Regions from separate parts of the Gossypium hirsutum genome. Here region 2 is linked to region 1. Evidence: chromatin contacts called from public Hi-C data. All regions are on one chromosome and are shown on one strand. The core of a region is the stretch at or near the end of the contact, and the rest is flanking DNA. Distances in the headings are between cores, read along the strand shown.

Evidence for each region. A called contact is a pair of places that touch in the nucleus more often than the background predicts.
Region 2: a contact with region 1 is called in a Hi-C map of leaf, with 2.4 times the contacts expected there. The contact joins the enhancer-like site here to the promoter of LOC107939996 in region 1. A contact is called at or near these places in 2 of 34 Hi-C or Micro-C datasets (callus and leaf).

Annotation. Positions count from the first base shown.
Region 1 is chrA02:33,676,534-33,680,978 of Gossypium_hirsutum_v2.1, reverse strand. It overlaps LOC107939996 (high mobility group B protein 3), which reads left to right and starts at 2,534. Exons shown (of 8, transcript XM_016873406.2): 1 at 2,534-2,837; 2 at 2,924-2,973; 3 at 3,094-3,201; 4 at 3,432-3,489; 5 at 3,589-3,633; 6 at 3,723-3,803; 7 at 3,881-3,973; 8 at 4,066-4,254. The coding sequence starts at 2,933. The coding sequence ends at 4,083.
Region 2 is chrA02:34,599,311-34,603,992 of Gossypium_hirsutum_v2.1, reverse strand. No RefSeq gene overlaps it. Among protein-coding and RNA genes, the nearest start is that of LOC107952193, 14 kb to the left of the region's middle. Within about 2 kb of position 1,777, at least 8 of the 9 cell types and tissues checked have an H3K27ac peak or open chromatin away from gene starts, as enhancers often do. A contact at or near this core is called in leaf, where this site is marked.

The DNA.
Region 1 (4,445 bases), core at 1,285-3,784:
GTAATTAAATCATTCATTTTAAGACAAATGATCTGTGGCCACGTTACTTTTCATACGTTACTTTTGATCTATCATGTAATGCCAATGAGAGGATATCATTTACACTTTATTAGACTATGAATTCCATTATTGTAAGTGAAGTTATGTCATGCAGAAGTCGTATACCCAACATACCAACTTTTGAATCTATTACCAATTGAACTTAGGCTATTAATACATCAAATCATACGAGTCACTCATACATAGTTTGTCACTTACTTAATATTAAAGCAAATTACACTATGAATGTCACAAGTGAATAAATCCTAAATCTATTTAGGATTTATTCTACTTGGGTTCTGTCCAATGTACTGCTAATCCAGACATTCACATCTATATATCTATCTTTTAGGAGTCATCTACTCCAATACCCAATACAAGTTATGTTCTTATTTGGACTTGATAGATGACATATTACTCTTTCAATCAACTTGCTGAATTTCAATTATACTATGTACGTGTTAAATTATCTATTAATATAAGTTGTCTTCTTGAATTATGATCATCCACATAATGCAACTTAATATTAGTTAAACATTAGACAATCAATGAGCCAATACTTTTTTTTATTTTGTTTTACATGCAAAAACCATTTAAGACAATAAACAAAAAGATATTAATAATAATGATGGAGTTTTATTAAACCAATTTGTTTGAAAAATTTCAAGTACATAGACGTAATCACTACACTAAGGATGCTAGATCCCAACTCCAGTTGCATTTATAGATTTGATTAATCGTATCTTCCAACAATATGTTGATCAATTTTTGGTGGTGTTCATTGATAATATTTTAGTGTATTCGAGGTCTAAGGATGATAATGATAGACATCTTCGAGTTGTTCTATAGATTCTCTGAGAAAAGAAGTTATCTGTAAAGTTGAGTAAACGTGATTTCTAGTTGTCAAAAGTGATTTTTCTTGGTCATCTTATTTTGAGGTTGGTGTTAAAGTTAACCTTAAGAAGATAGAAGCTATCCTGGAGTGGAAAGAACCTAAGAATGTTATCGAGGTTAATAGTTTCTTGGGTTTTAGCTGGATTTTATTGTCACTTTGTTAAGGGTTTTTCCATGATTTCCATTCCGTTGAAGAAATTGTTGTAAAGAGGTAACCATTTGAGTGGAATGAGAAGCATCAGGAGAGTTTCGAGTAATTAAAGGTTATTTTAACAAAGGCTCTTGTTTTGAATCAACCAGAATTAAGGGAAAGACTATTATTTACGATGATGCTTCATATACTGGTTTAGGATGTATAATGATGCAAGAGGGGAAGGTAGTGACATATGCTACAAGGCAATTGAAAAATCATGAGCGAAACTATCTAACTCATGATTTAGAGTTGGTGATGGTAGTATTTGCATTAATGATATGACGACACCATCTGTATTGTAAGAAGTTTTATATATACATTAATTACAAGAGTCCTAAATATCTCTTAACTCAGAATAAGTTGAACTTGAGATAGTGAAGATGGATTGAACTATTAAAGGATTATGATTATATTATTGATTATTATCTGGGCAAGACAAATGGTGGTGTTGATGCTTTGAGTAAGAAGTTATTGGTAGACTTGAGAGCTGTGTTTGCTCGGTTATAGTTGGTGGATGATGGTGGTCTTTTGGCTGAATTGCAAGTTAAGCAAATTAGAAGTTGTTAGCAAATTAGAGATAAACAATTGGTTGATGTGAAGTTGTTAGCAATGAGAAGGTAATTTGAGGAAAATAGAGCTAATGACTGTGATATCGATATAATGATGGTCGTTTGATGTTCTAAAAGAGGATTTATGTGACTAGTGATGAGGAGTTGAAGCATGAGATACTTCAAGAGGCTCCCAGTAGTTTCTATGCCATACATCCTGGAGATAACAAGATGTGCCATAATTTGAAAGGTTTGTATTGGTGGTTCGATATGAAAAGGAAGGTTATTGAGTATGTTGCAAAATATTTGACTTGTCAACAAGTCACAATTGAGCATTAGTTTCTATTGAGTTTACTTTAGTTGACTGCAATACCAAATACGATGATTTTTTTGATTAGGCTGCCTTTGACTTTGAAGAAAAGAGAAACAATTTAACTAATATTAGTGTGAAATATTTTCACATCGCTATGACAATGCGACTACCATGAAATAGCGACAGGTATACCACTATAGTGCTGCTTTTCGAAACCATTCTTTGCACTGCCCAACAAGTCAATCACAAGCATTGAAAGAAGAAGGAATTCAAAGATTCCTAGCTTACAACCCTAGTAACAGTAAACGTAGCCTTACGATTCTATTAAAAGATTATGTAGATGAGTATAAGTTTTGTTTTTAATCTTGGATGAATAGAGTAATTTGAGTGGCGGTGTGGCGTAAAGTTGAGCTGAAAATGGACTTGGGGAGCCATTTTAAGGTCCATGTATGAGGCCCTGAAATAAATGGATTGGGCTAGAATCAGGGGAAGGGCCCATTAAATCACGAATCAGGTGAGAGAGAGAAGAAGCACAGAGGAAGCACAACAAAAGAAAGAGGTGAGAATCTGGAAAGCCAAAAAGATTAGGAGTGACACAGCCAATAACATAAAAGCACACAGATCGATGACGTGGCATGAAAATTCCCAATCCCGCCTAAACCCCCTCAATTCTCATTTCGCGTGCAATTGAATTTCAATTTGCCCAAAACTTAATATCTCCGCTTTCGAGATTCGGCCTCTCAACTCAACCCTCCTCTATTCTCAATACATCTCTATTTCTATCGCACTTTTATTCCCCAATTCCTCTCTCCCTCTCTCATCCGTAACTCTAACCCTAGCCCTCTATCAGGTATTTCCCCATCGATTTTTATCGAATTTCCACTTCTTTCTATCGATTTCATCTGCTTTTTCACTCATCTGCGATTTCATTTGCAGGATTCAAACATGAAAGGAGGTAAATCCAAGTCGGATGCCAAGAGCGCCAAGTAAGCTTTTCTCCTTTCGGCTCTTCAGATCGCGTGTTCTAGGACCTCAGATCGTGATGTGTATTAACGTTTCCTATTATTTGACTTATATTTTTTTTAAATTTTTTGGTTCGTTTGTAGGCTCTCCGTGAATAAGAAATCAATCACGAAAGCTGGAAAGAAATCGGGGAAGGCAGCTAAGGATCCAAACAAGCCAAAGAGGCCTGCTAGCGCCTTCTTCGTTTTCATGTAATCATTCATGAATCTCTCCTGTATTTGTCGGTTTTCTTTAAATTTTTTGGTTTGTTCCGTTTGCTTCGTGGAAAACTCTGGCGTTTATATTCTTCGTAAAAACCACAATCGAAGAGGTGAATTGAACGATTCTTCTTATTGTCAAAGCAAAGTTGATCTTCGAGGATGAGATTACTATTTACATTCATATTTCATCTAATTTGTTAATGTTGATTTCGTGATAAAAGGGAGGAGTTCCGCGAGCAATACAAGAAGGAGCACCCTAAAAACAAGTCCGTTGCTGCTGTAAGTATGACCATTTTCTTTTTTGGATTTTCTTACAGGTTTCTTTCCTTTTTATTTATTTATTTATTTTCTTAATTTCTCTTTTGGATTCAAATTCAGGTTGGCAAAGCTGGTGGAGATAAATGGAAGAGCCTTTCTGAAGCTGTAAGTATTTTTCTATGTTCAGTACTGAAAATAATCTTCAACATACATGCAAATGTGCATCATGATTAATGTAAAATAAATGATTTTAGGAAAAGCGACCTTATGTTGATAAGGCAGAGAAACGAAAGGTCGAGTATGAAAAGAACATGAAAGCCTACAATAAGAGACAGGTGATTTGCTGTTATCTTTTGTTTATACATATTATTTGACGATTTAAAAGTTAATAAACTTTTTGGATTAATTCCAGGCTGAGGGTCCCCAAGAAGATGAGGAGGAATCTGAGAAGTCTGTATCTGAGGTGAATGATGAAGAAGAAGATGATGATGAAGGCAGTGGAGACGTGAGTTGCAATTAGTATAAGTTTTGTGTCACTGATCTTCTGGCTTATTTTGGACCCTATTGATTCGGGTTTCTCTTTTTTGATAAATGCAGGAGGAAGATGATGAGTAGGAAAAATCCTGGGAGGATAGCATAATCAAAGTAGGCTGTGATAGTGTTTGATCATCTTATGTTAATGCTTTTTAAATGCAAATTTCATTTAAGCAAAAATGTAACTCTGGATGGTGTTGGTTTCTTTTGACGTTTGGAAATTAATAGTTGTAGATGGGTAATTTGTTGCTACATGTATTTTGCATTTGAAGTTGAATGGCGTAAGATAGGTAAATCCTTTTCTAGAGAATTTGGTCCCTCTTTGTATGACTTTGTTACCTGCCCATATTCTATTGCTTTTTTGCTGCTGTTCTATTGGTTCATTTATTCTCGTGGCATACAGCTTTTTAACACAATTCATTTGAAATAATTCCTGGGTTCTT
Region 2 (4,682 bases), core at 528-3,027, 920 kb before region 1:
ATTTTATGCATAGAATTTCTTCATGAAAAGTTTTTCACAAGCCTGTATACCTATCATGGACCTCATAAAAATCATAAAACAATTATTTCTATCTAAGATTTTTGGTCTCAAAACCACTGTTCTGACTAGGCCATAATTTGGGATGTTACAACGGACATATTCCCTTGAAAGTCCCACTGATTCTTCACTAGATTATCAAAATCAAGGTGTTCAACCCAGCCTGCTAAGAACCTAAATTGTCTTCCCCTAGGCAAGTCTAAACTCGGATTGAGGCTGAAGAGAAGAGGTCCGTGAACAGATTTAATCCTTAGAAGATGAGTAATTAAGCTATTTGGAAAATAGTTAACCCAAGCCTCATTTCCCAATGCACGAATCAATCTTTCAAACAGATTTACCCTTATGCCATGTAAAGGGAGGTCCCCTGAACCCCAAATCATGAAGGTTAGCCAATTTCACAAAATTACCAAAGTGAGGGCATCTCTTGCCAGCCGAAAGGCCATCCATTTTCTCATTTGAGGAAAGAATAGCATTAAAGTCTCCGATCACCATCCAAGGAGTTTGCCCAACAGGAATAGTATCTCTCAAATCATACGAAAGGTTTTTCCGCTTCTGACAATTAGGACTTCCATAAATGAACCTAATTGAAATCAAATTTGACGAAAAACTAAGCCAAACCCGAGTAATAATGAATTGGGGGTGTTTTCGTATAATCTCAACTTTAACAGACTTATTCCATCCAATCCAATGCCCCTAGCATAACCAATAGCCTCCATTTGGTGAGAAAATTGAAATCCCAAATGTGCAATAATTTTATCAGCCTTGGGCCCACTAACTCTACTTTCGAACAAGCTAATAATATTTGGTCTGTACTCCATAGTATACCCACGAAAAATGCGAGGAAATCTGGCATTGGTGCATCCTTGACAATTCTAAGAAAAAATCGAGAGATTCATAATTAATAAAAAATTGTAAAGAACCATACCATTGCTATCGGGAATCATTCAATCCACTAGGGTTAGATTCAACAAGCACTCCCATTTTATCTTCGTTCGAGAGGTCAGAGGATATAAGCTTTGCCACCTATTTCATAGAGTCAGCTAAAGAAACTCGTGAGTTTACAGAAGCTTTAAATATACTCTCGCGTCCCTTTAAGACATTACTATTATTATGTCCTCCTTTAGTAATGCCAAAATTTTCATTGCTTTTTCGATCCTTATTTCCTGTGTTGCCTGCACTTATAGGCTCAAAAGTATGACCTTTAGACTAATAAGGAGAATTAGAAAATTTTTTAAAAGTGACAGCAAAGTGTTTCCCTTGATCTAAAATATTATCAGTTAGCTGGACCTCAACCTTTACAAGGCCTTCAAAAGCTGGGTTGAAATATGCCTTGATATAATTTGAGTTGCTAGCTCGCAGTTTAGAGTCAAAATGGTTTCCAAAGTTACCTGCATCCGAAAAAACAGTAACAAATTCTAGGTTAGTCGAAATTAATTTAACATTTGGAAAAACCTAAGGTTTCTTGGAATTGGACTATGCAGGAGAAAGCTATTGGTCATTAACGGGCCTGGAGAGAGGCAAAGGCCTATCTTGGTTTTCCACCGATCCACAAGCTTGAATACTTGTGGTCCTTGAATTCATATGTATACTGGATGCAAAAAGATTTGTTTCAATTGGACAAGCCTGCAAACATAATCCGTTTGGGTTCTCTTTGGATGGCGGCCTAACCAGAGACCCATTTGACCCACTATCAATCATTATATTTTTCCTCAGACTTTTCAGCCTTATTCTGTCATTTTCTTGGCCCAAATGGACTCTTCCCCCCATGCGCTTAGTAACTAATTTAGTAGTATTCTTTTAGGCTTCCAAATTCAGGCCCGGATTGCAAATATTCTTTTGGGCATCTGAATCAAGAACCAATTTTTTAGTAGCTTTAATATGCGGGTAAGTCACAGATTTAATATTATTTTCTTCCCTAGAATCAAGGGGAATCAAATCAGATTCCACCGCATTAGCGTTTAATCCCCCAAAATCTGCCTTTGTCGTCTCTTCTTCACTGCCAGTCCTCTTACCTTTAATGTTAAGGACATTAAATTTGGAGCCCAACCTCCCTTTTCTAGCAACCATACCACCAGAATTCTGAGAGTTCCTTGATCTTCACTGGGATCTATGCTCCACCAACATCTAAGGACTGAAAGTTGGTTCAGAGTCCTTCCTAAGGTAGCCATTGTTGTTGCTTGAACCACCGTCAATCACCACTTTGTCACTAGCTTTGTCCGATGTTTCTTTCAATAAGGGACACAACTCCCTCACATGCCCGTATTTTCCACAGGTAAAACAAACCGTTGGTAAGGCTTTATATTCCACCCTCTGAATTTTTCCATTAACACAAATCTGAGAAATGAGAGGCTTATCCAGGTTGATGAACAGAGCCATTCTGGAAAATCTGCCCCTAGTTCTATTATCGGTATTAAAGTCAAACTTTACAACCTTACCGATCATGCTTCCAATTGCCTCGAGGATCATCCTCTTGTACATAAACCCAGGTAATCCAGGTAGCCTGATCCACGCCATAACTACACTTGGGTATGGTTGAAGGGGAGAAAAGTCTTTTGTCCACGGTTGGACTGTCAAATATTGCCCAAAAATTATCCATGGTCCCTGTGTTAAAACATCGTCATAATCCTCCTTGTTCTAGAACTTAGCCAAAAAATACCCATTCTCAATATCCATTAATTGAAATGGATGTATATGCTTCCAAAGGTTTCTAATTCGAATAAACAGAACACCATAGCTGATATTTTGGCCTAGTAGTTTTAAAACTACTGTCATCTCCATCTCTTTGTATAAAATTTCTTTGACTCGATCGGAGAAATCAATTGTCGGGATTCCATTAACAGTGGACCTTATAATATCATCGTCCAACAGAATAAAATCTCCATCACTTCCCCCATCAACCCCCGCAACTTCCTGACCAGCACAAGACAAACCAGCCCCAAAGAGTTTGTCTTTCCATGACATTGTCGCACTTAAAGGTGGATCAGAGTCCATAGCCATATCCACAGAAGCCCCATCGGAATCATCTTTAAACCTAATTTTCTTGGTGTTACGATCTTCAGATAATTGTGAATCACCATCACCGTCACCACTTTCAGAGAGTTTTCCATCAAAGAACCTAAAAGATTAACATGATGATGCTTTTATTTATTACTAGTATTAGTTCCCTTCTTACGCAAAGGTTATATATTTACACGATTTGTAATTAAATTGTAAAAATGAAATGTTTTAAATAACAATAAAAGTTCACTTTATTTATCAAAATTTGTAACTTCACTTTTTCAATGTCGCTACTCTTAACCTCCAATGTCGTGACCTTGGTCATAGTCCACCTACAATGATGATGTATCTCGAAATTCATCCTAGGTACATATTCAGCTTTAATGTCATGATTTCGTGTATCCAATGCAGCAACATTCTCAACAATCTTCTAACATCTATGCCATTTAGCTCAAGTCAGTTTCTTACACCAATTACATCACTTAGTTAGAATTTATTAGGAATGATGTTGCTTAATTTGTCAATAAATATCTTACAAGGCTTATTTTAATCGACAAAACATAAATAACAAATAAATCATAAAACTATTAAAATAACATTAAAATTCTTGATTCAAAGGTTGTTAAGTATTGAAAATGACTCAATTTGCCATATTAAATTATGACAGATCAAATTCTCACACTTAAATCTTTGCTTCTCTTCAAGCAAACACACAGACTAGAAAAGAACTTGATGCAATCGTAAACCAACTAAAAATCTAACTAAGGCAAATGCACCTATTAATTAATAGTATAGTTACAGTGAGCAAAGATATTGTTCTCGCGAGGACTAAAAGTACTAGTAATTGCCTTCTTTCTATTGTTTAACCGAATAATTAGAGCAATTGATTGATAAATAGAATTAACTAAATTAATTAACTATGAACGCGACAAATAACAAATTAGGCAAATAATTGAGTAAACAACTAATAATCAAAACAATACCCATGAAAAAATTCATCTAAATTTCATCTATCATTATTAATCTAAATTACACAATTTCTTCGCTTAGTATCTTGATCTGTAGAAATCCCTAAATTATGCTAATATCTCTCTTCAAGAATAAGAGCACTCTAGGTTGATTAATTGAAATTTCTTTGTAATTAAAACCCTTATTATTGTATTAACCCTATCTATGGATTCCTCTATTAGGTTTGACTCTAATATGGTAGATTTATGTCGTCCTATTTCTAGAATTACATGCAACTCCACTCAATTTCGCTAGATCTACTCTTAAATAGGCTCATTCCTCTTCTGATTTAAGCACATCAAACATTGATCAATAATCTAGAAATATCAAACCAAGAATTAAACACACATAATTGAGAACAATATCTAAGTATTTATTGCGTAAAATAGAAATCAAACGACATAATTCATCATAGGGTTCATCTCACTAGATATTTAGAAAATTAGTTCATGCTTGCAAATAAAAACATCCAAAATATAGCATAACCACAAGAAAGAAAGAAACTGATAATAATCTACAAAGAAATAAAAATAGAATCTTTAATCTTGATGGAAATCTGCTTCAGAATTGGCTTCAATAGTGTTCTTCGAGTTATTTTCTTGAGTTTTCGATAACGACTC